7 separate regions of the Mus musculus genome follow, and regions 2, 3, 4, 5, 6 and 7 are each linked to region 1. The links are chromatin contacts, called in public HiChIP or PLAC-seq, capture Hi-C and promoter capture Hi-C maps. All regions are on one chromosome and are shown on one strand. The core of a region is the stretch at or near the end of the contact, and the rest is flanking DNA. Distances in the headings are between cores, read along the strand shown. Region 1 holds the start of Nr4a1 (nuclear receptor subfamily 4, group A, member 1). Region 2 holds the start of Krt18 (keratin 18). Region 3 holds the start of Soat2 (sterol O-acyltransferase 2). Region 4 has its middle 6.9 kb from the start of Gm41405. Region 5 holds the start of Tns2 (tensin 2). Region 6 holds the start of Zfp740 (zinc finger protein 740). Region 7 holds the start of Eif4b (eukaryotic translation initiation factor 4B).

Evidence for each region. Promoter capture Hi-C pulls out the DNA fragments that hold promoters and counts their contacts. HiChIP or PLAC-seq counts read pairs in DNA pulled down with a chosen protein or histone mark. Capture Hi-C pulls out chosen DNA fragments and counts their contacts.
Region 2: an H3K27ac HiChIP or PLAC-seq map of extraembryonic endoderm stem cells shows a contact between it and region 1. The contact joins the promoter of Krt18 here to the promoter of Nr4a1 in region 1. A contact is called at or near these places in 8 of 39 promoter capture datasets (the SN4741 cell line, cranial neural crest, hippocampal neurons and 5 more), 16 of 115 datasets of contacts at active chromatin or transcription factors (embryonic basal ganglia, embryonic fibroblasts, embryonic midbrain and 8 more) and 1 of 9 other capture datasets (embryonic stem cells).
Region 3: a contact with region 1 is called in an H3K4me3 HiChIP or PLAC-seq map of bone marrow-derived macrophages, with 4 times the contacts expected there. The contact joins the promoter of Soat2 here to the promoter of Nr4a1 in region 1. A contact is called at or near these places in 9 of 39 promoter capture datasets (the C10 cell line, HPC-7-derived erythroid cells, cranial neural crest and 5 more), 3 of 115 datasets of contacts at active chromatin or transcription factors (bone marrow-derived macrophages, effector CD8 T cells and embryonic stem cells) and 1 of 9 other capture datasets (macrophages).
Region 4: a promoter capture Hi-C map of second pharyngeal arch cranial neural crest shows a contact between it and region 1. The contact joins the enhancer-like site here to the promoter of Nr4a1 in region 1. A contact is called at or near these places in 5 of 39 promoter capture datasets (the HPC-7 cell line, cranial neural crest, frontonasal cranial neural crest and 2 more), 15 of 115 datasets of contacts at active chromatin or transcription factors (the NIH/3T3 cell line, craniofacial prominence, embryonic basal ganglia and 8 more) and 2 of 9 other capture datasets (adipose tissue and liver).
Region 5: a contact with region 1 is called in a capture Hi-C map of embryonic stem cells, with 5 times the contacts expected there. The contact joins the promoter of Tns2 here to the promoter of Nr4a1 in region 1. A contact is called at or near these places in 6 of 39 promoter capture datasets (the C10 cell line, cranial neural crest, hippocampal neurons and 2 more), 1 of 15 datasets of contacts at CTCF or cohesin (the NIH/3T3 cell line), 1 of 484 Hi-C or Micro-C datasets (bone marrow-derived macrophages), 14 of 115 datasets of contacts at active chromatin or transcription factors (VIP interneurons, bone marrow-derived macrophages, cardiomyocytes and 9 more) and 2 of 9 other capture datasets (adipose tissue and embryonic stem cells).
Region 6: a contact with region 1 is called in a capture Hi-C map of macrophages, with 4 times the contacts expected there. The contact joins the promoter of Zfp740 here to the promoter of Nr4a1 in region 1. A contact is called at or near these places in 6 of 39 promoter capture datasets (the C10 cell line, the SN4741 cell line, cranial neural crest and 3 more), 4 of 115 datasets of contacts at active chromatin or transcription factors (embryonic forebrain, embryonic stem cells and pancreatic cancer cells) and 3 of 9 other capture datasets (adipose tissue, liver and macrophages).
Region 7: an H3K4me3 HiChIP or PLAC-seq map of embryonic stem cells shows a contact between it and region 1, with 15 times the contacts expected there. The contact joins the promoter of Eif4b here to the promoter of Nr4a1 in region 1. A contact is called at or near these places in 12 of 39 promoter capture datasets (the C10 cell line, the HPC-7 cell line, cranial neural crest and 7 more), 3 of 15 datasets of contacts at CTCF or cohesin (CD8 T cells and the NIH/3T3 cell line), 3 of 484 Hi-C or Micro-C datasets (the C2C12 cell line, bone marrow-derived macrophages and embryonic stem cells), 28 of 115 datasets of contacts at active chromatin or transcription factors (the NIH/3T3 cell line, acute myeloid leukemia, bone marrow-derived macrophages and 19 more) and 4 of 9 other capture datasets (adipose tissue, embryonic stem cells, liver and 1 more).

The regions. Positions count from the first base shown.
Region 1 is chr15:101,264,935-101,268,322 of GRCm38.p6, reverse strand. It overlaps Nr4a1 (nuclear receptor subfamily 4, group A, member 1), which reads right to left and starts at 1,477. Exons shown (of 7, transcript NM_010444.2): 1 at 1,352-1,477.
Region 2 is chr15:102,026,477-102,030,195 of GRCm38.p6, reverse strand. It overlaps Krt18 (keratin 18), which reads right to left and starts at 1,980. Exons shown (of 7, transcript NM_010664.2): 1 at 1,522-1,980; 2 at 648-730; 3 at 217-373. The coding sequence starts at 1,917.
Region 3 is chr15:102,148,971-102,152,587 of GRCm38.p6, reverse strand. Soat2 (sterol O-acyltransferase 2) reads right to left here and starts at 2,013. Exons shown (of 15, transcript NM_146064.1): 1 at 1,876-2,013; 2 at 1,427-1,482. The coding sequence starts at 1,954. It overlaps Igfbp6 (insulin-like growth factor binding protein 6), which reads right to left. Exons shown (of 4, transcript NM_008344.3): 4 at 3,076-3,408. The coding sequence ends at 3,286.
Region 4 is chr15:102,050,603-102,053,873 of GRCm38.p6, reverse strand. No RefSeq gene overlaps it. Among named protein-coding and RNA genes, the nearest start is that of Gm41405, 6.9 kb to the right of the region's middle. Within about 2 kb of position 1,638, at least 147 of the 459 cell types and tissues checked have an H3K27ac peak or open chromatin away from gene starts, as enhancers often do. A contact at or near this core is called in craniofacial prominence, embryonic basal ganglia, embryonic forebrain and 7 more, where this site is marked.
Region 5 is chr15:102,101,392-102,104,814 of GRCm38.p6, reverse strand. Tns2 (tensin 2) reads right to left here and starts at 1,881. Exons shown (of 29, transcript NM_153533.3): 1 at 1,654-1,881; 2 at 177-285. The coding sequence starts at 1,728.
Region 6 is chr15:102,202,042-102,205,454 of GRCm38.p6, reverse strand. Zfp740 (zinc finger protein 740) reads right to left here and starts at 1,810. Exons shown (of 8, transcript NM_001289691.1): 1 at 1,653-1,810; 2 at 369-884; 3 at 150-226. Csad (cysteine sulfinic acid decarboxylase) reads left to right here and starts at 403. Exons shown (of 18, transcript NM_001359126.1): 1 at 403-1,316; 2 at 2,195-2,318; 3 at 2,881-3,011.
Region 7 is chr15:102,071,561-102,075,220 of GRCm38.p6, reverse strand. Eif4b (eukaryotic translation initiation factor 4B) reads right to left here and starts at 1,448. Exons shown (of 15, transcript NM_145625.3): 1 at 1,258-1,448. The coding sequence starts at 1,270.

The sequences.
Region 1 (3,388 bases), core at 228-2,727:
GAGGCAGAGGGTGCTGGAGCAGAGGGTGGGGTGGAGAAAAAGACTATCACCACCTGCTGGCCCTTGAGACCCTCTAGTCCCAGTATTTCTCCCATTCCCCACACCACCCCTGGGTGCCTAGCCAGGACAGCTCCACCGCTGGCTAGGCATACGACTTCCCATAAAACAGCACCCCCCCCCCAACCAGTTCCCACCCCGCCTGCCCCGTGTCAAGTCCCTAGGGCATACAGCACCTGGGAGAAAGAAAGAAATATGGCCACTTCTGCCTCTGTTTGCAAGAAGCCTGGGAAGGGATGGGTTGGGGGTGGAGGAAGAAGGGTGGCAGCCAGTCAGGACTGGGCGTTTGTTCCAGCTCCATTCAAATCCTGTTTCTCCACTTGGACATCCTACATCCGGATCAACCCCCACCAATCTACCCAGCTTCAGGCCGATAGTCCGCAACACAAGATACAGATCTGCATCTAGCCTCCTGAGGGGGTGGGGGTGTCTCAAGGAGGAGGAAGAGGCGGGGTTGAAAGAGGGAGTGGGAGAATCCGGCTTGGGGCAGGTCCTGGCAACACCTGTTAGGTGACCAAGCCCGCAGGCTGCACCCTACCTAACAGACTCAAAAGACCACTGGGGTATACAAGTCTGTCTGATGACAGAAGGGGTCTCCCCCCTAGTCAGTACTACATCGAGACTCTATCGTGAGCAACTTCCACCCAGGCTCCACGTGCGGCTTTCAGTAGCTGCACCAGGCTACAGCTCCTAGGTTTCTAGATACTCTGACAACTTAGTCTAACACAACCATTACCCAGCCAACCTAGCTAGCCATTTCCTTCAGCAACCCCCAGGTCTTCCAGCACGGTTCAGAAAGAAAGTTCGGTAAGGGAATCAGAAAATCTAAGTACAGCCTATGAAGTATTAAGTAAACACTGGGAAAGGGGGCTGAGAGCCCGGGAAGGAGACCCGTGGAAATCCAATCTTACTTGTACTTGGATGGATCCCAGCAACGCCGAAGCTCTGAGTACCTTTTCCCAGTCCATGCTCAGACAACCCCCTACCCGGCAATCAACACCCAAACCCAGAGTACAGAGTGCCTCACACTGGAGATCCTAGCGGGGAAACCTCCTAAACAAGCGCCCACTACCTACCAAAACCAAGCACCTTGCAGACCCTTCGCCCGCTTCCTAAACTTCAAGCCCTGGCTCACCCTACTCCAAGAGCTATCCTTTAATACCAAAAATGCACCCTACACACCCCTCCTCGTAAGCCGACCCGAAAACACCCTTCCTTTTCGCCCGCGCGTACACCCCATCTCTTTCATGCACTGTCCCTAGAAACAGAAACACGCTCCCTGCGGGGTACCTACCCAGCCGGCTCCCACTCCCTGTGGCCGGGACCAGCGACCCAGTCGCAGCCTGGTCCCGCGTGCGCTCCGCTCCGCAGTCCTTCTAGCACACTCCCCCAACTTTCGCAGCCTCCTGCACTGGGGCTCCCCTGGCGAGCCCGACCCACATCTTAAGCGCTCCGTGACGCATGGAGAGGGGCGGGGGCGCCACTGACGCACACGGCCCGGCGAGCTTTGGCCATACAAGGGCGCGGGGGGCGGCGCGGTTCCGGCGGGAGGCGGCCAGGAGGAGGCGCGGGGACGGGGAGCCCGAGGGGGCGGGGCGAAGAGGGGGGGCCTGGAATGTCTGCGCGCGTGACGCACGCGGGGTTCCATTGACGCAGGGAGCGCGGATTGTTTGATCTATAAATAGTTTTCCTCTCGCCCGCTGCGCCGGCTAAATATAGTAGCTTCCAGACCCACTAGGCTCACCAAGCCGGACCCGGGATCGGGTCCCGGGGTCCGAAATAACCGACCAGGAGGAGGGGGTGTTGTAAATCCGTGCCCGCAGGGCTTCCCCAGAACAGGATCTCCTCCCCTCCAGCTGCTCCTGGTGCCAACAGCTCCCTCTCCCTCCTGCCCACCCCTACCCCAGGCCCTGCTCCGCTTTTGTCCCTTTCCCAGTCTGTCCTGGACACCTAGGGTATCACTCTCTGCCATTCTGAGCAGCCAGGGCAGTTCAGGGCTGAGGCAAGCCATTCTGGGACACACCCAGAAGATAGGAGGTGGGCTGGGCCCGTGCCTCAGCCTTGGCAATGTGCAGGGTCTCTAGCCCCAGGACTGAGGACAGGCACTCTGGCCTTCAAGGTTCCTTCCCAAAGGGCATAGCTTTGCCAGGCTGGGTCAACGGGCTCGGCTCCACACCGATGCTGGTTTCTCAGCGATGGCCTCTTAACCCCTCGCAGGATGGATGCACCCTAGTTGAGAAATTGCCGAATTTCAGAACCGGGTGGAGCCTGAGAAATCTTTCCAAACTCTTGCCAACTCTTCCCCATTTTATAAATAGATTCAGAGACATAATGGTACTTGTTCAAGGTCACTAAGCTAGGTAGTAGCACAATGGGGTCTTGAACCCAGGGCCATCGAACTCCATCTCCTTTTCACACTCTTCTGTCAATTCCCTGGTCCCAGTCCCTGATGGGGACCCACCTGCCTCCCCACTACCTGCTCCAGCAGTGAAGAGAGCAGCTGTAACCAGTTACTGCTTGCAGGGAAGGGTCTGGCCAGGGCTGTACTCAAAGTGCAGACCAGGCTGCAGCCACCTGGAGCTGTCACCCTGCAGGTCACATCTCCATCCCAGTCTAAGCTAAAGGAAACCTCATTTGTAGTCAGGTAAGAGAAAGGAAGGGGTATGGAGAAAAGATTCAGTGGTTAGCTTTCCCTACTAGGGATTCTCTTTGCAGTATCTCTATCCCATCCTTGACCCCACCCCCTGGTTCCCGATTTCTGCTGCCAGCCCACCAGTGCAGCAGACTAACCGAGACTATCCAATGACGGCCTATTCTGGCCATAACCGGTTTTTAAAAATGGGCTAAGGGCGTAGCTCAGTGGTAGAGTTCTTGCTTGCCTAGCATTTGTAACCTGGAGTCCATCCCATCACCACAAAAGACCCCCCCCCCCAACCAGCCTGCTATTTCTTTTTAATCACTGTCCCCTGCATACGGAACAGTTTTCATACACTGCTGATGTCATTCGGTGATATGTTCAGAAGTTACCAGCAACCCCCCCCCCAGGCTAACGTGTAGTCTCGTTGCGGCTGAGTCCATAGCTCTGGACTTTACCAAGCCACCTTCCAAAGGACAAAAAGCCACCTAGGAGAAGAAGTGTGGACAGGATGATGTCCACTGGAGCCATCCTGGACCCTCCCACCCCCACATCATCCATAGTTGGATCTTTCTTTCCTTGGGCCCTTGCACAAAAGTTTACTTGGGCCCTTGTTTAAATATGGAAGCCACTACTATCATTTATGCCCCACACACACACTTGAAGACAGGACCCAGGGGTTCTATGAGAATGGAT
Region 2 (3,719 bases), core at 731-3,230, 760 kb before region 1:
ATGCACAAGCCAGGCCTTAACTGGCTTAATGTTATCTTGACTCTCAATAGTGTAACTTAGGTGAGCCATAGAACATGTGTGAGCCAATGGCTCTGCTCTTAATCAAAACAGGCTAACAGCCGGGGCTTCTGCTTCCATGCTAGGCTGCTTTGGGGGCAGCCTGGCCCGCCTAGTCTTGGCCCTTAGCTCCTAGGCCTGGTCAGTGGCCCGGCTTACCTCTTCATGATTCTTCTTCATGAACAGAAGTTCTTCCTTGAGTGCCTCGATTTCTGTCTCCAGCTGCAGCCTTGTGATGTTGGTGTCATCTACCACCTTGCGGAGTCCATGGATGTCGCTCTCCACAGACTGGCGCATGGCTAGTTCTGTCTCATACCTGAAGGAGTGGAGGTGATCAGAGGGCCTGAACCTTCTCAACCAGTGCCACCTCCATAGACTAGCCCCGTGCCCACCATAAACAGTCACGGAGTCATTCCCTTAGCACGATTCTTGGCCTTGGAGCGTTTGCTTAAACTGGGCTGCACAGATGAAGAGCTAACTCAGTAGTCAATGAACCCTAACCTGAATAAACTTCGGAAAGGAAGGAACCCTACTCTAATACAGTTCTGGGAGTAGGCCATTCTTAGCTCCAGCTGCAGCCCCGGACTTACTTGACTCTAAAGTCATCGGCGGCAAGGCGGGCATTGTCGATCTGCAAGACGATGCGGGCATTGTCCACAGAATTCGCAAAGATCTGGGTGGATTAAAGTGGAGAGAGTCGCTTTGAGAGTTCCGGGTCACATGAGGGTGTGTGTGTGTGTGTGTGTGTGTGTGTGTGTGTGGAGAAGTGGGGGATGAGAAAACACGTCTTGTGTTTCAGTGAATCCATCCCAGTCCCAGGAACAGTCAGAGGCGTGTATTTCTGTCTTCCCTTCCCACCTGAGCCTCCTCTCCCTTCCTGGATTCCTTGCCCCTCTGCCAGGGCCTGCACTATCTGGATTGCTTACAAAAGAGCAGCTTCCAACAAGATTTCTCTGATCCTCTCCTGGCATCTTCTCCAGGTGCACCTGCTAACCCCCCCCCCCCCCCCCGTCCTGGGACGCGCCCCCCCCCCCCACTTGTCCCGCTGGCCCCTCCTACAGGTAAGCTCCTGTTTACTCCTAGATGACTCAGCCTTAGCCACATCCGCTTAACCCTCTAACTGTTCCTACTGGAAAAGAAGTGAGTGTCTGAGTTCATTTTATGATTCCCCCACACACACCTTTTTATTTTATTTTTTTTCCAATCCTGTTCTCTTCCCACTACACTGCTTGGGGGAAGCCGGCTCGCGTGTGTAACCACTACGCTTGGAATTCCTACAGGTTGTGGGTGAGAGTCCAGAGTATTCCTAACTCCGTCCCATAGAGTGTGTGTGGGGGGATGTGGTGAATGTGGAAAGAGTGGAGGGAGTCAACAGCCCACACTCTATTCAAGTTTGGGGGTGTGGGCACACTGGATAGACAGAACAGCCCGGAGCTACTGCCCCTCCCCCCTTAGGCCCCTTACCTGAGCCCTCAGGTCTTCGATGATCTTGAAGTAGTGGCCCCAGTCTCTGACGCCCTGGGGCCCCTTCTTCTCCAGATGTTCCCGGATTTTGCTCTCCAGTCTCCTGTTCTCAGTTTCCAGGCTCTTCACCTTGTCTAGGTAGCTGGCCAGGCGATCGTTCAGGTCTTGCATGGTCTCCTTCTCGGTCTGGATTCCACCCATTCCCGCCAGGCCTGCGGACCCCACAGAGCCACCCCAGACAGAGCGGGACACGGATATCCGGGACCCGGAGCCCCCAGCACCTGCATAGACGCTGGCTGCGCTGCTGGCAGGCCGGACCCGCTGGCTGGGAGTTCGCACAGAGCCCAGGGACCGGTAGTTGGTGGAGAAGGTGGTGGAGCGAGTTGTGAAGCTCATCTTGTCTGGAGAGGAGAGCGAAGCGAGAGACCAGAACAGGAGTTCCGCCGCGGAGGGTGGCAGTCCTCGACCTGTTGTTATATCGCCGCGGGAGGAGGTAGGGACCTCCCCCAGCAGGCCACGCCCCAGCCACCGGAGCCGGGGGCGCCAGGATCGGGATTCCTGTGACCTAACAGGTCGCAGCCCTTCTCCACTTCTGCACACGCCCTCAGCATACCTGCCATCCTCACCGACACAGGGAGTGGATAACTAAGGGGTGCACAAAGGATAGCAGGTGGTGTTAGCCCCTGAGTGTCTGTTTTCAGGGCAAAAAATGGCGTTTTAAATATCCGTTTATTCCGGGCGTGGTGGCGCACGCCTTTATCCCAGCACTTGGGAGGCAGAGGCAGGCGAATTTCTGAGTTCGAGGCCAGCCTGGGCTACAGAGTGAGTTCCAGGACAGCCAGGGCTACACAGAGAAACCTTATCTCGAAAACAAACAAACAAACAAACAAACAAACAAACTCCATTTACACAGACAGAAGAGGGGTTCACTAGGGTGAAGATTTTGTGGCATGTCGCCAGCTTAAGTCTGGGGGCAGTCCTAGAACCCCAGGAATCCTGGGGAAAGAAAATTGGGAGCTCAAAAAGAAGAGAAACACGAACCTGAGGGCAGGTCTCTTGGTTTTTCTGCTCCGGCCCCATGGTTCCAAGACACTGCTGTGGCTCCATAGGGAACCGTGGAAATACATATCCTCAAACGCGTGGGTACACATGTCCTCATTCAACTCATTCCCTGGAGGCTTTATCGGGGCCTTTGTGATTATGTAGAAGAGGTATCCCTATGTCTGGACACCTACCATTTACCTCCTCCTCCTCCTCCTCCTCCTCCTTCTTTTTTGAGACAGGGTCTCATGTAGCTCGGGCTGGTCTTGAACTTTCCATGTAGCTGAGGATGGCCTTCAACTCCTGATCTTCCCGTCCCACTTTTGAAGTGCTGGGATCCCAGGCATGAGACTCCATCACTTTCAGGTTACAGGGTGCTGAGGACCAAACCCAAGGCCTCATACTCCTCAGGCAGACCACTTTACCAGCTGAGAACACAGCCAACCCAAGAGCACATAGATTTAACCAGTATTTGCTAGACACCTTCTAGTAGCTATGGGAACAGCAAGGAAGAGAGAACCACTGTCCTTCCTGTAGATTATACTGTGTCTGGACAGGTTGGGGTCTGAGTCCATAGACCAGATATGTAGAAACAGCTAAGTTTGAACCAGATTGCCTGCCTCTCCATCCCCCACCTCAACCTCTGCCACCCCCTTGCATCTGTCCCCTTCTCCTGCTCCCCGGGCCTTTTCTTCGGTCCTTCCTGGTCAATTTTTATAATGCTTTCTGGCTTTCCAGCTTGTTTTCTGGGGGAAAGAGCCCCTCTGCACCCCCGCACCCCCTCCTCGCCAGCTGGATGACCACTCCTGCTGAATGAGGAGGGAGAAACCCTGAGGTTGGAATCGGTCAGCACCAGGAGCCCGTTTTTCCGGCAGGACTTGGTGTTTGCTATACCTGTGGCCATGCTCTTTGCTCTGGAGTGGACCTATTGATCCTTATCGAGCGAGCGGCCAGCTGAACTGACTGTGTGAGTGCGAGCACACAGAAAAGTAAAATCAGAAGAGCAAGGGGGAGGGGGAGGGGCTACGAAGAACCTAGGTCAGCAGATCAGACTAGAGGGAAGCAAACACAGGGCTGATGCATGCTGGGTGTGATGGATTGTTCGAAGCCTGCCTCCTTCTGGACCGGAAAACCTCAGCGACTCCGTGGGACTTGGC
Region 3 (3,617 bases), core at 764-3,263, 880 kb before region 1:
TTTTTTGGTTTTTGGTTTTTGAAGACAGGGTTTCTTTGTGTAGCCCTGGCTGTCCTGGAACTCACTCTGTAGACCAGGCTGGCCTCGAACTCAGAAATCCACCTGCCTCTGCCTCTGCTTCCCAAGTGCTGGGATTAAAGGCATGCGCCACCACACCCGGCTCAAGCCCAGTTCTTTTTAATTTATAGTTGTAAGCAAACCTAACAGATTATTTATCTTAAGTGTGTGTGTGTGGGGAACGCCAGGGCCAAGAAGTGGGAGTGGGTGGGTGGGGGAGCAGGGCAGGGGGAGGGTATAGGGGACTTTCAGGATAGCATCTGAAATGTAAATGAAAAAATATCTAATAAAAATTGAAAAAAAATTGTGGATAGGGGAAAGAAATCTAGGTTGGCATTATCCAAACAATGTTACCAGACAATTTAAGTGAGGTTTTTGAATATTTATACAAAAGCTGCGGCTGCTAAGATATTCCAGTGGGTAAAATAATTTACTATGTAAACCTTGTGACTTGATTTTGATCATGAACTCACAGTGGAAGGAGAGAGCTGACTTCTAAAAATTACACAGACATATACAGACACACAGATACACACAGACATACACACACACAGACAGATACACACATACAGACACACACAGAGACAGATACACGCATACAGACACACACAGACATATACACACAGACACACACACACACACGCAGAGAGATACACAGATGCACACAGAGGAATGCACAGACACACACAGACAGACACACATAGACACAGTACTACTACTACTACTACTACTAATAATAATAATAATAATAATAGGGCTAGAGAGATGGCTCAGTGGTTAAGAGCACTGACTGCTCTTCCAGAGGTCCTGAGTTCAATTCCCAGCAGTGGCTCACAACCATCTGTAATGGAATCTGATGCCCTCTTCTGGTGTGTCTGAAGACAGCTACAGTGTATCATATACATTAAATAAATAAATAAATAAATAAATAAATAAATAAATAAATCTTAGATAAATAATGATTGGGGGGGTTTGTTTGTTTGTTTGTTTGTTGAGACAGGGTTTCTCTGTGTCGCCCTGGCTGTCCTGGAACTCACTCTGTAGACCAGGCCTGCCTCTGTCTCCCAAGTGCTAGGATTAAAGGCATGTACCACAACTGCCTTGGCTACTTTTTATTTCTTAGACAGGGTTTTCTGTAGCCCAATCTGGTTTGGATGTTATTGTGTGGCCAAGGGTGACCTCAAACTACGGATCACCTGGTCTCTACTTCCCAAGTGCTAGGATTACAGCTGTATGCCATCACACCAGTTGCCATCACACCAGTTGCCATCACACCAGTTTTATGTGGTGCTGCGCATCAGGTAGATTGGCACTCTACAAGTTTAGCCACATCCCCAGCCTGTCCTTTATGACTGCCGTGATCCCTCACCTCCATATGTCGAGTCCATTGCACCAAGTCTGGGGTTCCGTGTGTCCTTGCGTTCCCTAGGAGGAAGAACCAAAGGGGACTCACTAGGGAGGAGTTAGGTGTTCTGTGTGCTCACAGCCTCCGTTCCCAGTCAATATTTAGAATCGTGGGTAGAGCCACTAGCCAGGGAAGTGACACACACAGTGGCGAGAAAGAGCCTGATGCAATTGCTGGAAACAGGGGACCCAAAACAAGGAAGTACTCCATTCACCCCTAATGAAGGCCAAACCACGCTCTGAACATTTCTCCATTGCCAGTCCGCGTGCTGGGGGGAAAAGGGCAGAAACTGCCTTCTCTGGCTTCCCAGAACAGCCAGAGGAAAGGAAGTGGCCTTAGCGGCTAGCTCTTACACACACCCATCTCAGGCCCGCCTGAGTGTCTGGAGCGTGGGGGATGGGAGGGCGGCTCACCTTCTCCTCCACGGGCTCCCTTCTCCTGCTCCTCTCCCAGCCCTTCTCTCCTCCGAAGCTGGGGCACCTTTGGCTGCATGGTGCCAGTGTAGAGCGGACAGCACACAGCTGTTGTCTGTCTTCTTCCTTTCTTTCTTTCTCAATCTACCTACAGAGCTTGTGTCCCACTCAGAGATCTGACAACTCCAGGGACTAAAGTCCTTTCCGGAGCCCCGTTGAGGGTTAGATAGGTTATCTGCAGGCAGTGTTTCTCATACTCTGGCCCTGCCTGTGGCTTTCACAGCTCTCTCACCACAACCACTATGATCAGCTTCACGCTATTGCTATTTCACTTTCGGGAGTGAGTCTGTGCATCAGGTTGTGAGGGGGACTTTGCTTCCCCGAGGCTTATCACATAGCTTGGCTCTTCCTGGCTCTCTCTACCAAGACTGAAGGTCAGGGAGGGACCAGAAACATCTTCGTGTACCTTGTAGTCATTTTTCTGAGGGCACAGGATGAGGCCTGTAGTGACATGTGTGTGCAACAATATTTTTGTCAGGAGCTCTATTTGTGTCATGTGTGATGGTCGAGGCCCCTCAGTGTCAGCTCTTCCCTACACCTTGGGTTACCACATAAGCAGAAAGGGCAGACACACACTTATTCAACAGTAAATAGCGCCAGGGGTTGCCTTGCCTACCTATGTAACTTCAGGAAAGTGGACCAAACTTTTTAAGCTTCTTCTGAAAAAAAAAAAAAATTATGGGACAAAATGTCCCTACGTCATCAGGTGATTGCCAGCACAAATAAGGTAGTCTGGAGGTAGTCTGGATAAACCATACAGAGCCTGAGCACATTTGTTTCTTTCTGGTAGGCAGTAGGGCAGGTGAGTGCCTTGGGAGTTCCACTTTGGCAAATTCCTGCTGGGGATTAACTATTAATCCTCCTCCTCCATCAGTCCAGAGGTCAGTGATAGAAGCAAGATTGTAATCACTGTGATCTCGGACTGAGGCCAGGATCTCAGTCAGTCCCACAAGGGAGCTCCGGGTGGGTATCCGGGTGAGGATAAAGAAAGGGCTTGCTGCCTGTGGCAGTGGCAGTCTACTGTATTCCAAGGGCAATGGAAGAGGCTGGCTGTGCTCTGCAGGGAAGGTAGAAACACTATGACCAATGGGAGACAGTGAGCACGAGGCCCCAGATCTGAATGAGACAGACGCAGAGACGTAAGCCAGAGACACCCCCCCAATACTGTTTTATTAGTACACAAGCCAACAGCAATCTTTCTAACTAGCTGTGTAAAGGCCCAAGGGTGACAGGGACAATGGGGTGGGGCGTGAAGGTGGGTCTTGGGGCACAGAGTTATTCATTGCTTCACATACAGCTCAAATGACAGCCCCCTGTTCCTGCTGGCGTCCTGGAGGCTCCCTCGGGGCTTCACCCACTGCTCCTGGCAGAGCACTGAGTGCTTCCTTGACCATCTGGAGACACTGGCAAAGGCTGGCCCATCGGATCCACACACCAGCAGGGGCCACGGCGATTCCCCTGCGAGGAACGACACTGGGGAGAGAGGTGCAGGTCAGGGTGAGGTCCAGGCTTTGAGCAGGAAAGCATCTGAGAGCTCTTAGTTGCTTTACCTACTGAATAGGGCCCACTCTGCTAGGCCAGAGCAATAGCTTTCAAAATGCAGTTTCTGTCAACAGCCCAACATCACTTATGTTAGAAACTTGTGTTCACAGGCTAGCCCAGACCTACTGAGTCACAAAATG
Region 4 (3,271 bases), core at 389-2,888, 790 kb before region 1:
TTGATGCCCCGTCCCCCCTGCCCTGCCCCCTGCACCAGGGTGGAAGTCAGCACCATGAACCCATGAGACAAGAACTACCACTGAGCTACACTTTCAGCCTGTCCTGGGGATTCTAAATGTTTTAAAATTAAAGTACACAAAACATTATGGCTGGAGAGATGACTCCATGGTTAGGACGGCTTGGTTTTGTAGAGGGCTTGGGTTTGGTTCACAGCACCCACATACTGGTTTACAACCATCTGTAACTCCAGTTTCAGGGGATTTGATACGCTCTTCTGACTTACATCAGGAGCCAGACACTCATGTGGTGCATAAACACACATGCAGGCAAATATTCATACACATAAAGTAAAATGAAATATACAAATGTATGTATATACAATATACACATATGTATTTTCATAAAAGAATAATAATTTGTTTTTTCACACAAGATATATTCTCACCTGATATACCTTACTTTTTTCTATGCATTTTACCAAAAAAAGTAATTAAAAAAGGATTTATTTATTTATTATATGTAAGTACACTGTAGTTGTCTTCAGACAAACCAGAAAAGGGCGTCAGATTTCATTACAGATGGTTGTGGATCACCACATGGTTGCTGGGACTTGAACTCAGGACCTCTGGAAGGGCAGTCAATGCTCTTACCCGTTGAGCCATCTCTCCAGCCCTGTATGCATGTTTATATGGAGGCCAGAGATCAATCTCAAATTTTGTTCCCTAGGAGTCAATGTTCTCTTTTTGTGTTTTTGTTTTTTTGAGACAGGGTTTCCCTGTGTAGTCCTGGCTGTCTTAGACCTCGCTCTGTAGACCAGGCTGGCCTCAAACTCACAGAGATCCGCCTGCCTTGTCTCTTGAGTACTGGGATTAAAGGCATGAGCAACCACAGCCTGACTTGCTACCCTCCTCCACTTTTTGTTTGTTTGTTTGTTTTTTCAGATTTATTTATTATATGTAAGTACACTGTAGCTGTCTTCAGACCATGTGGTTGCTGGGATTTGAACTCAGGACCTTCCGAAGAGCCGTTGGTGCTCTTAACCGCTAAGCCATCTCTCCAGCCCGCCTCCTCCACTTTTTAAAGACTTATTTTGTGTGTAGGGATATTTTGCCTGCATGTATGTATGTTCACCACATGGAGGTCAGAAGAGGGTGGCAGATCCCCTGGAAGTGGATTTATAGAAAGTTGTGGGTGCTGGGGTTAAGGCCTGGATCCTCTGCTAGAGCAAGAAGTGCTCAAAACCACCAAGCAAAGCCATCTCTCTAGCCCATTCACTTGCTTTTTGTTTTGTTTTGTTTGTTTCCTGAGACAGGGTCTGGAGCTGCCTGACTAGGCTGGGTGGCCAGGCAGCTCTTGAGATTTACTTGTCTGTCTGAAGTGCTGGGGTTACACGTGGAAGTGATGGGATTACCTCTCACTAGCCCCACTCTTGGCTGGGCGCCGCTGAGGGGCAACGAGGAACTGGAAGAGAAAACGGGCTTGTGCCCAGGTGGGAGCCACTGCCAAAATGATCGATAAGAAAGGTGCTGAACCCAAGCTGAGCTGGAGTGAGGCCGCGGGGCTGGAAGGGCGCACCTGCTTAAAGAGCAGCCTGGGCTCTGCGCCATGCTCAGTCAGTCCCGACCCAAACCGCGTGGGGAAGCCGCGTTTCTGCCTGCCCTCCCTTTGCCTCACCGCGTCCTGGGACTCTGGGTACGGGGTGCATGGTGGGCGGGTTGCCTCCCGGCTCAGCTGCGCATGCTCTGTAGTCAGAAGGTGGCGCATGGATGCCGTGATCCAAATGCCCCCCCGCGCTCCCCCCCGCGCCCCCCCCCCCCCCCCGCTGCCGCAGCTCAGCAACTCCAGGCTCCTGGTCTCATTGAGTCTATTGGAATTCGGGGCACATTTTCTGCGCCTCCTTTCTTCGCTTCCCGACAGTCCCTAGCTGGAAGGATCTTCTGATTTCCAGATAGCTCTTGGACTGGAGAGAACCTTCGAGTCTTGCGCTCCAACAACCCCACACCAATTTCCCAAGAAAAGTTCGTGGGAGCTCTTTGTTATCATAATTACCCAAAGAAGAATTAAATAATTTTGGAGTGCGTGCTCATGTAAGGGTCGGGTTTTTTTGTTTGTTTGTTTGTTTTTTGTTTTTAAATCAATCTTGTGGCACACGAATGAAAATCCCATCCTCCCACCCCCAGCATGCGCAACCAGGAGGATAGGTTCTGGGTCCTCCTTGGTAACATAGCCAGTTCAAGGCCAGCCTAGGGAGCAAGCTATCCTGTCTCAAACACAAATTCTGTTATAGTTTGACAAAGTCTGTAAGTTCGAGCCTCACAAGCTGGGGGTATGTGATAAATACAAAATCTTTATATATTTTCATTTTTACTATTAAACATTTTAAATTACATTTATCTATTTGTGTGTGTGTGTGTGTCTGTGTACATAGGCCTTGGTGCATGTATAGAGGTCAGAGGACAAACTTGAGCAGTTGGGAATCTATCCACTACGAGGGTCCCTGGAGGGAGCTTAGGTTGTCAGACTTGGGACTAGTCACCTTTGTTGAGCCATCTTGTATATGAGTATATGTGTTTATATGTGTGTGTCACATGTGTGTGTCCGTGTCCGTGTCCGTGTCCGTGTGTGTGTGTGTGTATGTGTGTGTGTGTGTCCATGGAGGACCTCAGATGCTCTGGAGCTGGAGTTACAAGCAGTTGTGAGCCACTTGAGGTGGGTGCTCGGAATCTAACTCAGGTCCTCTGGAATGTTGATACGAATGCTCTTAACTTGCGGTTTCTTGGTCCGCAGGTCAGTCAATGGTGTCTGCAAGAGAGAGAGAGAGTGGGGACTGAGGAACAAGAGACTGGAAGAATGGAGACAAGACAGGCTATCTGATCAAGTCTCAAGTCTTTTTATTGAAAGGCAACTATGGGCATATAAGCATAAGTCAGGGAGTGCAGCTGGAGACACGTAACCACAGGTCCAGGATGTGTAGGAGAAAACCAAGATGTTATCAGCGTGTGGTGGGCTTCTTGCAAAAACATCATGCTAGGAAAACAAGTCTCTCGTCAGGGTGGAAAAGTTCCAACCTGTAAGTAAATAGCCCAAGATGGCTGCAGAGATGATAGCCGCTTTCTGCTAAGAGTCGGCTCCCAACAGTTTCTGCTATCCTGTTTAAAATTGCAGTTTGACATCATTGTAAAGAGAATTATGCAGTTGTAGGAGGTAAAACAGGGATCCATGTACTTTTTTACCCAGTTTTTCTCCAATTTTTATTTATTTTATTTTTAA
Region 5 (3,423 bases), core at 632-3,131, 840 kb before region 1:
AAGACCCTAGTCACAGGTAAGGATGGGAAGGTGGTAGAGTCACAAATCTCCTGGGCTGTGGCAAGGTGGGTGTCAAGAAGAGTGAGGGCATTTGTTTCTGAATTTGCCTGTCTCTAGAGCCTGAGCCACACAGAAGTGCTGCCTGGAGGGCTCAGGCACCAAGAGCACCACCTCACCTCGGCAGGAGACACCGGTCCCATCGATGGTCACCTTACACACTGCACACACTGGAGTTTTCTTCCGGAAAACCTTCTCCCGGAAGCTGTGTGGTTCTGCTTTCCTCGGCTGCGGGTGGGATGACAGACAAATAGGGGTATGTGTTCCTAGTGGGCTCATCTCCAAGGCTGGGCAGGGACCTTTCCTTAGAGCGATGCTGCTTCCCTCTCTTCCAGCCAAAAGTCTGTGAACTCTAAGGCACACTTGGCCACAGCTGTTTCAGGGTAGTCATGAGGCCTGTCCTCTACAGGGCTTGGAATGTGACCCCTTGCGTCACCTTGGCTGGGTCAACTCCTCCCTAAGGGTTCACTCAGGACTTCTCACGTGGCGGAGCTATGTGATGTCCTTGTCACACACACCCCCACTTCCAATGTGAGGGCTTTCTGAATCTTGGCAGAGTGGGGGGTCTGACTCTCCTCCCATCTTGCCCTCCCCACAAGAGGCTTGTATACTGTGAGCTGACGGCCAGGACACACAAGCACTATCACATAATACCCAGACTGACTGCAGCCAGTTCTGAGCCCCTGGCTCTCAGTGTCCCCAAGCTCCAGGCAGCTAATATGACCCCCTCCCCCACGGTCAGAACAACATGTTTACTCTCTGTGCACTGAGGCGGCAGGCAGCAATTGTCTAAGACGTTCGCTCGGAAGGAGGAATAGCAGTGGGGACACACAGGCAGCTGCCTCGCTGCCTCTGCATGTTATGACAGGGGTGGCCAGGTTCTCCGGATGCCCCCTCCCCACCCAGAGGTAGTGAGGTCAGTGGCTGGCTGGGCTGCCACCAGTTGTCCAGGTCCCCCTTAGTCCCTACTCACTGCAAGTTTTCACTGCAGTTCTGACCCCTCCCACCCCAGTTCATCCCTCCTATCTAGAGTCTGTGGACAATCTCCCTCACTCCTCCCACCACTCCACTGCACATTCTTCACCGCTGTGTGTTCAAGCTCCCGCTGTCCCCTCCTCTCCCTGGATCTGCCCACCGTAGTGTGAAGAGGAGAATAACATGGGAGCAGCGTTGGTCCCTTAACGACTGGGGGCGAGACCCACCAGGACACTTGGACGCACTTGTGGATGATGACGTCGTGTGCAGATGACGTCAGTAGAAGGCACCCTCCCTTCCCTCATTGCCTTCTTCCCATACCTTTTCCCTCAAGCTTCCCCCGGAGGTCAGGGCTTGAGCTCTTAGCTGAACCCTCGGGGCCTATCCAGGCTCAAGCCAGGAAATACACAGAGAAGTCAAAACAGATGCTAGAATCACACTGCTACCCTACCCTAGCCACCTCAGGGGGTCAGGCGAAAGAAAGAGGAGGGGGATGCTGAGCCAGCCAGGAGAAGAGGCTGAAACTAGGAAGAGGGTCTGGTCTGGCCTGAATCCTGGCCCTCCCGCCTTGTCCGCACCTCCACCCTGCCCCACCTTTGCCCAGCTGGTGGGCACTCCTACCCTGCTGGTGGCCCGGCTGCTGTCCCTCCTCCCCAGGGCTCTGAGCAACCTTTCCACAGGGCCGCTGGACTTCATGGTGTCTGGCTGGCTGGACTCTTGGCTGCAGGGCCTGAACAATGCTGGGGCCTGGCCTGGGGCTTCCTGGAAGCAGCCTGCCGAGGCAGCCGCTTCCCTTGGGTGGAGGGGAGGCTGTCTGGCTGGTGTGTGGAGAAGCCTGGCCCTGGAAGTGGAGGGAAGTGCAGGCGGGAAGGGGGCAGGTCGCTGCTCCAGGAAGTGGGGTGGGGGAGGATGTGGGGGAGGCCAGGAGATCAGATTCCCAGGATCTACCCTGCTGGGAGTGTCAGCCTAAGATCTCTGGCTCTCCCCATCTCTGGAGCTGCCTCCCACCCAGTGGGCCACTGTGTGCAGGGGGTCTGCAGTCCTGAGATCCAGCCCTGGAATCAGCCAGTGGCACAGGGTGGGAATTCAGGTCTCAGGGCAGGGCTCAAGGGCCAGTGGAGAACACTGTGTCCCCGGCCAGTCTCTAGCCTGAACCCTCATGCTCCCTTGGGATTTCCTGTGGGAAGGGAGTGTTGCTGGGAACCAGTACCCCTGACAGCCCAGCACTCCACATCCTCAGGGTGAAAGAAAGTTAGGGATGAGGGCTAACTTCCCTGTCAGACGGGAGAAGGATCTTATAGTACCCTCCTCAACGCCAAGTTCCAGCGGGAAGGGCTAAGGGCTTACAGGAATGGTCCATCTTGCTGTAACCCAAAGCACTGGAGGTTCCTCCTGAACACCCCAGCTGCTCCTCTCCAGATACAACCCACAGTTCCTGGCTTAGCTCCCAGATCCTGCACCTGAGGTTCTACTGGGGACCCCACCCGCCCACCAGAATCTGAGCGCTACCTTCATGGCTCTTCTGGCCTGTCTCTCCTTCCTCTGTGGCTGTCACTGGACCCGAGGACTGGACAGGAGGCCCCCTCCCAACACATACTCCACCCTCTCTAGGGCCTCCTGCTTCCCTCCTGGGAATAGGGCCAACTTCCTGTCCCAGGAGTCAAGGGAAGGAGGTGTATGGGGCCCTTGGAAAGGATGGAACAACCTTCCTACAACAAGGGTCAACAGCCTGGGGGTTCCCAGCCCAAGCTCTAGACAGCAGCCTTTGGAATGCTGTAGCTAGCTGTCATTTGAAAGAATGTACACCGTGTCACCCTCATTTGCATGGTATTTACTGAATGTCCCAGTGCAACTCCTCCAGTTCTGGCACCTCTTGCAGGGTCCCACAGGACTCTCCTCTTTCTGCCTCACGCCCATCTGACAGATGAAGGGCTGCTCTAGTCCTCCCCAGGGATCCTTCAGAAGACCTGTCAGACTGAAGAGTCTGAGGCCTCTTCCCGCTGCATGCCTGTTCTCTAGGAAGCCCATCGTTGCCAGTGTACCCTGGCTAGAAGGCCCTGTGAGTGGCAAGGGGTGGGGCACCGTGCTGTAACTGGAGAGGGCCCCTGGCTCTGCAATCCCCACCTGAGTTCTGGCTGTGTCCCAGGACATTCCAGGCCGATGGCCAGGTGGGCAACCGGGGCTGTCCTGATTCCGCACCCAGCCCTGCTGGGGAAGATGGATCACTGCAGCGCCTCCCCTGATCAATTTTTTTTCCCCTCTGCTCCTATGGTACATGGGCCTACATCTGCAACCTCTGGTGGGACTGAAAGTCTTTTCCTCTGGAACAGGTTCCCAAACAGCCTCTGCCCTCACTGAACTTACACTGCCCACCTAGATCTAGAAAGTTAA
Region 6 (3,413 bases), core at 561-3,060, 940 kb before region 1:
TCTATCACTGAGAACTCCTTTAGTCAACTGATTCAGAGTCTCTAGTACCAGCCAGCTATCACGCAGGGCACCGTGAATATAAAAATAATAAATAACAGACTGTCTTGCCGTCATCCCTCCCCCTCCCCCCAACTAGCCTGGGAGCTTACTGGGGACAAGGGCAATCTTATTCATCTTTGTATTCCAAACACAATGCCGTGCATGTAACAGGAGCTCAATAAAATTCCTGTTGGGAAAAAAAAACAAATGAAGCATTCACCAGACTATACACTCCCTTATGCCCGAGTACTTCACGTACCAAAAGTACACCGGGTACAAGGTGCTTTGCCAATGGCCCATCAGTGCCTGTGACGTGATATATAGCCTACCTCCTTCATTTGACTGGAAGCTCCCTGAAGGCAGGGGCTGTGGCCTGTCTCCTTTCCTTCCTCTAGATCTCCCCCTGGCGCTTAATACAGAGCTCGGCTCACTGGGGATGGTCAATACTGTTGGCTAAGGCAGAATTCAAGGGTGACACTGCAAAGAGGCTTCCCAGTGAACGGTCTTGAAGGAGGACTCGAGAGCTTTTTACCTGAGCCATGCTGACTTCTCACTTAACGAACCCAAAAAGTTCAGAAGTTCTCTGTCCCAGTTTTCCTTAAGACACTGGTTGTCTGAAGAACCGTCACCAAATCACAGTAACGGCTCCTCCCCGTTCTTTCAGTTCCTTTGCCATATTGAACTGTCTTCTCAAAGAACTCGGTGTCCTCCAAAAGGAAAACAGGTGTCCCAAGAATCCGCAGTCTCTCTCTGACTTCTGCCTCTTGTCGGAAGAAACGAGAGTCTACCAGTCTTGGTTTCCAAGTTGAATTCTCTTGGTGAAGCTCTAGGTCTGTTCCAGAAACCTGAAACCAGAAAGGGAGATGAGGCCCTTAGGTGTAACATCTTCAGGCCAAACAACGATCGAAGCTCCCTCAACTTATTTTGCTGGGCGTTCTGAAGCTCAAAAGGAGGACATGAGTCGAGAGCTTTCTTTCTAGGTCAGTAGAAGAAACTGGCCTCCTGGGCCGAAAGAGCAGCCAACGGGAGCAAAAGTAAGTTGGGCCTCCTATAGAGAGGATCTGCCAAGAGAGTAAGAGCTGGGATTTGCCATCTTAGGAACGGAAGAAGGGGGCGGAGGCCCTTTGGGGCTTTTGTGCGGAGTGGGCCGGCCTGCAAAGCTGGCACTCCACAGACGAGGGCAGAACTGTGTTGGAAGGAAGCTCGGGAGGCCTCCGCCGAGCGCCGGGGTGGCTGGCAGTGCCCGCACGTGAGCGTCGCTCGGAGTCCGCCCGAAGGTTCGTAAATTCGCCGCCGCGGAGGCGGAGGGCGGGCGTGTGTGCGCGCGCTCTGCAGGCAGCCGCAGCGCGCAGCCCCGGGAGCGCCGAGCCGCGCGCGACCTGCGTGCTCGCGCCCGCGCTTCCCCCCCCCTTCCCGGGCAAGGCCCCCTCTCCCGGCGGGGCGGTGGGGGGCGGGGCGGCGGCGGCCCTCCCCTCGCGCCCCCTCCCTCCGCCGCGCGCCCCTCCTCCGCCGCGCTCCCCTCCCCCCTCGCGCGCGGCGCCCCACGGCCTGCGAGCTGCTGTCCGCCCGCTCGCCCGCCCGCTCGACGCTGCCTCCCCGCGGCGCGCGCCTACCTGCCTGGCGCGGCCTCCCGCCGTCTCCTCCGCCGCGCGGCGCCCCCTCCAGGCCCCAGGCACCCCGTGCCAAGCCCGCGGCCGCCGCTCCCCGCGTCGGGACCGAGGCAAGTTTACAAACACCAACCCGGGGCCCGTTTCCCCGGAAGCACTTCTCCGTCCCCCTCCCCCTCTTTGCCAAGCGGCCACATCCACTTCCGGGCTCCGGAGCCGGGACAGGAGGGGGGGCCCTCCGAAAAGGGGTGAGGCTGGGGACGCGCGGAGAGCTGCAGCTGGCGAGCGGGAGGGGGACGGCCCGGAGGACCGGAGGAGGGTGGTGCGAAGGGCGGCGCCTGCGCCGTGGCGCGCGAGCGCCCCGGCCGCCATCTTCACTGAGGGCAGCTCCCAGGCTCGCCTGGAACCTTTAGGGAACCTTTAGGTACTGAGTGTTCTTTGAGAAGGTTCGCTAGGTGCGCTGGTTGATTCTTGCAGAATCTCCGTCTCTCTCCTGACGCCCCAGGTAGAAGCCGGGACAGTTCGTACCTCTGATCTTTTTTTTAAAGCTTGGTGAGGTCTGTTTTTCCGGTGCCTGCTGCTGTGGGGTGCAGACCTGCAGACTGAGGTCAGCTGGGAGGAGAGTTGAGCCGTTGCGCAGTCCTGCGGTACACACTAAACCACAATCTGCATGTGAGTCTCAGTGAGTTCCCTCAATAGCCAAGGCAAACGTGCTCCGGCCCCGCAGTCTTGACCTAGCCAAACTAGGCTTCCTTTCAAGAAAAGGCCTTTTTTCCCTTCAGTGGACTAGTCTTGTTGGAGATTTGGAAGTGCGTGTTGTCCTCTGGGCCAGGCCCCCTTTGGAAATTTGAGCCTATCCTCGAATACTAGCGCCCCACTTGTAGCATTAGAGAGGAGTTCTGCTAAAAGATAGGACTATTCTAAGTGCACACTTGGCAGAAGGAAACGTGAATTCCACTTAAGTCCCAGTTTCTATTCTAACTGCTGTCTGGTGAGTTTAAGTGACAGTAAGACACTATCCAAAAAGCATATGGATTCCTAACCACAGTCCTGTACCTTTTACACCACTAAAGTAAGTTCCATTTCCCTTAGGGTCATTCTGAAACTGACATAAAATGGAGAGACATGTCACCAGGAATGTTTTTAAAACAAATGTAGGGACCTGAAGAGATGACCCAGCTGTTAAGAGTGCTTGCTGGGAAACTAGGACCAGAGTTTGGATTCTGTTTTCCAGGTTAACAAGCCTGCTCTGACAAAGGTGGAGACTGGAGAATCCCCTGGACTTGCTGGATTCCACCTTAACTGAGAAAATTAGAGCCCCAGGTTGGGGAAGAGACCTTGCTTCTAAAGGAATAAGCAGTCCAGGTGTGTACAGGCTCTTGAACTTGCATGGACAGAGTCACATCAGAAACAATCATACAGTTTTAAACATTAGCTTAAGCAAGGGAGTGTAGCCGGGTGTTGTTGGCACACACCTTTAATCCCAGCACTTGGGAGGCAGAGGCAGGTGGATTTCTGAGTTCGAGGCCAGCCTGGTCTACAGAGTGAGTTCCAGGACAGCCAGGGCTACACAGAGAAACCCTGTCTTGGAAAAATAAAAAAACAAAACAAAAAACAAAAAAAAAAAGCAGGGGAGTGTGACAAATATCTTTAATCCCAGCACCTGAAAGGCAGAGCAGGCCAATCCCTGTGAGTTTAAGGCCAACCTGGTATACATAGCAAGTTCTACCAGCTAGAGATACACAAACTTTATTTATTTATTTGTTT
Region 7 (3,660 bases), core at 199-2,698, 810 kb before region 1:
AGTCAAGAGCTAAATGAGAGACCTTGTCGCACAGTTTAGGCACAGCAATCCAAAAGGTATTTTTAACAGATTATGCTATAAAAAATAAACTAAAACGAAAACTAATGCTGGGTGTCTAAAAGCCCTCTGGTATTCACAGGTCCACTGCAAATGCCAAAAAAACCCAAAAAGCAAAAAACTTGGAAAACAAAACAAAACAAAAAAACAAAACCCGAAACGACCTCCACAAACCTCACTTGCAATGCAGGGAATATACATTCCACCAAACAAACAAACGCACGCAGAACCTCTAGCCACTATTTTAATAGCACCTTCTGGAAGTTTCCCAGTTATCTGGGAAAATGACAAAAGCTGAATCCTGACACTAAAACTACCCAAAAAATGGAAGTTCTATATAATGCAACGCCCCGATTTCCTTCCCCACCTCTGCCTGGCATATAGTGTGCACTCAATAAAAACTGTTGGTTGAATCAAGAGGTGGAAAGAAAAAGGCACAGGAGAAATCTAGGTGTCTATCCCTACAGCACCTAACACGTGGGAGCACCCTGGGTTCCCTACCCCCAACTATAGTGGGGCCAAACCTAATATGCGTTCGCTTGGGAGTACAGCGGCCGTGCCACGCTCCCAAACCGACTAAAGCTTAAAGTACAAGGTCATAAACGAGCAAAAGCCAGGTCCATCCAGGCTTCCCATCTGGAGTCCAGCAGCGCGTGTTTCTGAGGCGCGCCTTCTCCACCACCTCGCCTCGTCGCCCGTGCCGCGCACGCGCACCGCTGCTTTCATCGGCCCCTCCACAGCCTCGCGCTCGCGTTCTAACTGCACCCCCCCGCCCCCACGAGGGTCCGCAACGGCCTCGCGCCTTGGAGACCCGGCCCAATGTGTTCCGGTCCGCGCGCCAACCGCCTCCTTCCTCCACCCGCGCCTTGGCGCGGGCGCGGTGCTTCACGCCTTTGAGAGCCTCGCGCCTCCCGCACGTCTCTCTGTGCTGCCTCCTCCAATTGAAGGCAGGGTCCACCATTTCTGCCTACTCCAACCTCGCGCAACGGGGTGAAAAGGGTGTGAGGGGGAGGGGAAGGCCTTCCCCTCCCCCTAGACATCCCGAGGCGGTAACCTCAAGCGGCCATGCCGCTAGCCTGCCGCTGCCCCCAGGTCCGAAAGGAGCCGGTGCCTCCTGCCCCCGACCTCCAGCAAGGAGCGGACCAAGCCCGGAGGCTGTTTCCGAGCCTGGTCTTTGGCCACGCTCGGCCGCTCACTCACCTGAGGCCGCCATGTTGGGAGAGGGAGAGAGAACGCAAAGGACCCGGATGAGGCAGTCACGTGATTATAGCGGGCGCGACGGGCTTGGAGACGTGAAACCAGGAGGGGGCGGGGAGCCGAGGACGGAGGCAGAAGGCGGGGCGCCGCCGCCGCGCTGGGTTCGTAAAGCAGCGCGAGGGGGTGGCGCGGCGTCCGACGGGAAGACCTGCGCGACATGTGGCCGAAGGGGTGGAGTCTGAGCTGTCGCGAAACCCTTCGCTTTACGTCGGGCCCGGCGCGGCCGTCCGGTCCGATCTGCGCCCGGGGCGGAGTCTCCTGGCGCACAGACTTGTGGGTGCTGGATCGGCGCGAAGGGCGGGGTCGCACTTGCTGATTCTATGGAACAGAGTGGACTTGGAATCTAGAATGGGTGTGCCACAATTGATTTTTTCCGAAGGGAAGATTCTGAGTTTCTTTTTAAATCACTTTTTGTAAAGACAAAGAAAATATAATGTTCCGTAGAATGGTTTCAATTAAGAAGGTAACATTTGAACCATGGGCTTTTGCCTCATTTAACCCTCCAATGGACTGACAAGGGCCAGCACCGAGTGGCTAGCCACATTTCTTACAGCGAATGCTTCATTTTTTTTAAAAATATATATTTCAAAAAGTGAAACTATTGAACACCAGCCACGTGCCAGGCACTGTTTAACAGACATTTGTGGATATAAAAAGGGATTAAAACTACCTTGAATAAAATACTACAAATGATAAACATTACAGGTAAGTAGGCTAATAGAGTAAAAGGCAGTTGGGTACAACTCCAGATGGCCTGCCCCTCTACAAGAACAGGGAACATTCTTAGCCACTGAGCCACAATTCCAGCTCCTAAAATTTTTTTATGACCCTAAAACATACAAACCATAAAACAAACAAAAAACAAACAAATAAAAACAGGGGTTGGAGAGATGGCTCAGCGGTTAAGAGCACTGACTACTCTTCCAGAATTCCTAGCACCCACATGGCAGCTCACAACTCTAACTCCAGTTCCAAAGGATCTGACACCCTCATATAGACATACATGCAGCAAAACAGCAATGCACATAAAATAAAAATAAATATACTTTAAAAAATGATTTGCAGAAACAGGCATGGTGGCACATACCCTTAATTAATTTATTTACTTATATTTAATTTGGTGTTTTGAAACAGGGTCTCTCTACATAGCACTGGCTGTCCTGGAACTCATTATGTAGACCAGGCAAGACTTTAAATTCAGAGAGCCACCTATCTCTGCCTCCTGAATGCTGGGATTAACAGTATTCATTACCATGCCCAGCTGGCACACATCTCTAATTCCTACAGTTGGAAGGCAGACAAAGGCAAATCTCTATGTATAGAGAGTTTGAGGCTAATTTGGTCTACATATCCAGTTCCAAGTCAGCCAAGGCTACATACACACAGACCCTGTCTCAAAACAAAACTAAACAAAACAAAATAACCCCTAAACCAGCCAACCAAACAAAAACAAAACAAGAAGACAGAAATACTTTTCTTAGCTCAGTATGGAGCACCACATACAAAAGTGGTAATCACCGTGCTTGGTAGATTGAGATAGAAAGATCAGTGGAAGGCAAGCTTTGACTACAGAACAAGTGAAGATCAGACTGGGCTACAAAGAGACAACGAGATCATTTGTCAAGGTTTGATAGCCGTACCTACCCAGTCCCTCTCCTTTAATTTGCTATTGCTTTTCCCCAATGGTTTTCAGCCTGACCACTGTATTAACTTCCTAGCTGGGTTTCTTGCCTGAAGGCTTTGTCTACTGCAATGCATGCAGAATATGGCTGCCACACGTCTTCCTGGAGGAGAGATCTGAACAGTTGCTGAGAAACATGGCCACACTGACATGGACAAAATAAGACTTTTTTTTTTTTTTTTGAGAGACAGGGTCTCTCTGTTTCATACCTTTGGCTGTCCTGGACCTCACTCTGTAGACCAGGCTGGCTTTAAATTCCCAGAGATCCACTTGCCTCTGCCTCCTGGGTGTTAGAATGAAAGCTAAATAAGCTTTTATAAGGCCGTGTGCAACCCACTGCCAAATCACTAATCCAAACCTCTCTCTTTCTCTCTTTCTCACTTTCTCTCTCTCTCTCTCTCTCTCTCTCTCTCTCTCTCTCTCTCTCTCTCTCTTTCTTTCTTTCTTTTGCTTTCTCGCTGTCATTTTGTTGCTTTTGAGAAAAGGTCTCACTATTTAGCCCTGTCTAGCATGGAACTTGCTATGTATATCAGGCTGACTCATAGAGATCCAGATCCTCCTGCCTCCTAAGTGTTGGGATTAAAGGTGTACAACTCTACATCTAGCCCTTTCTTTAGTGCATGCTTGGTGCCCTCAAAGGTCAGAAAAGGGCACCCGATCCCCAG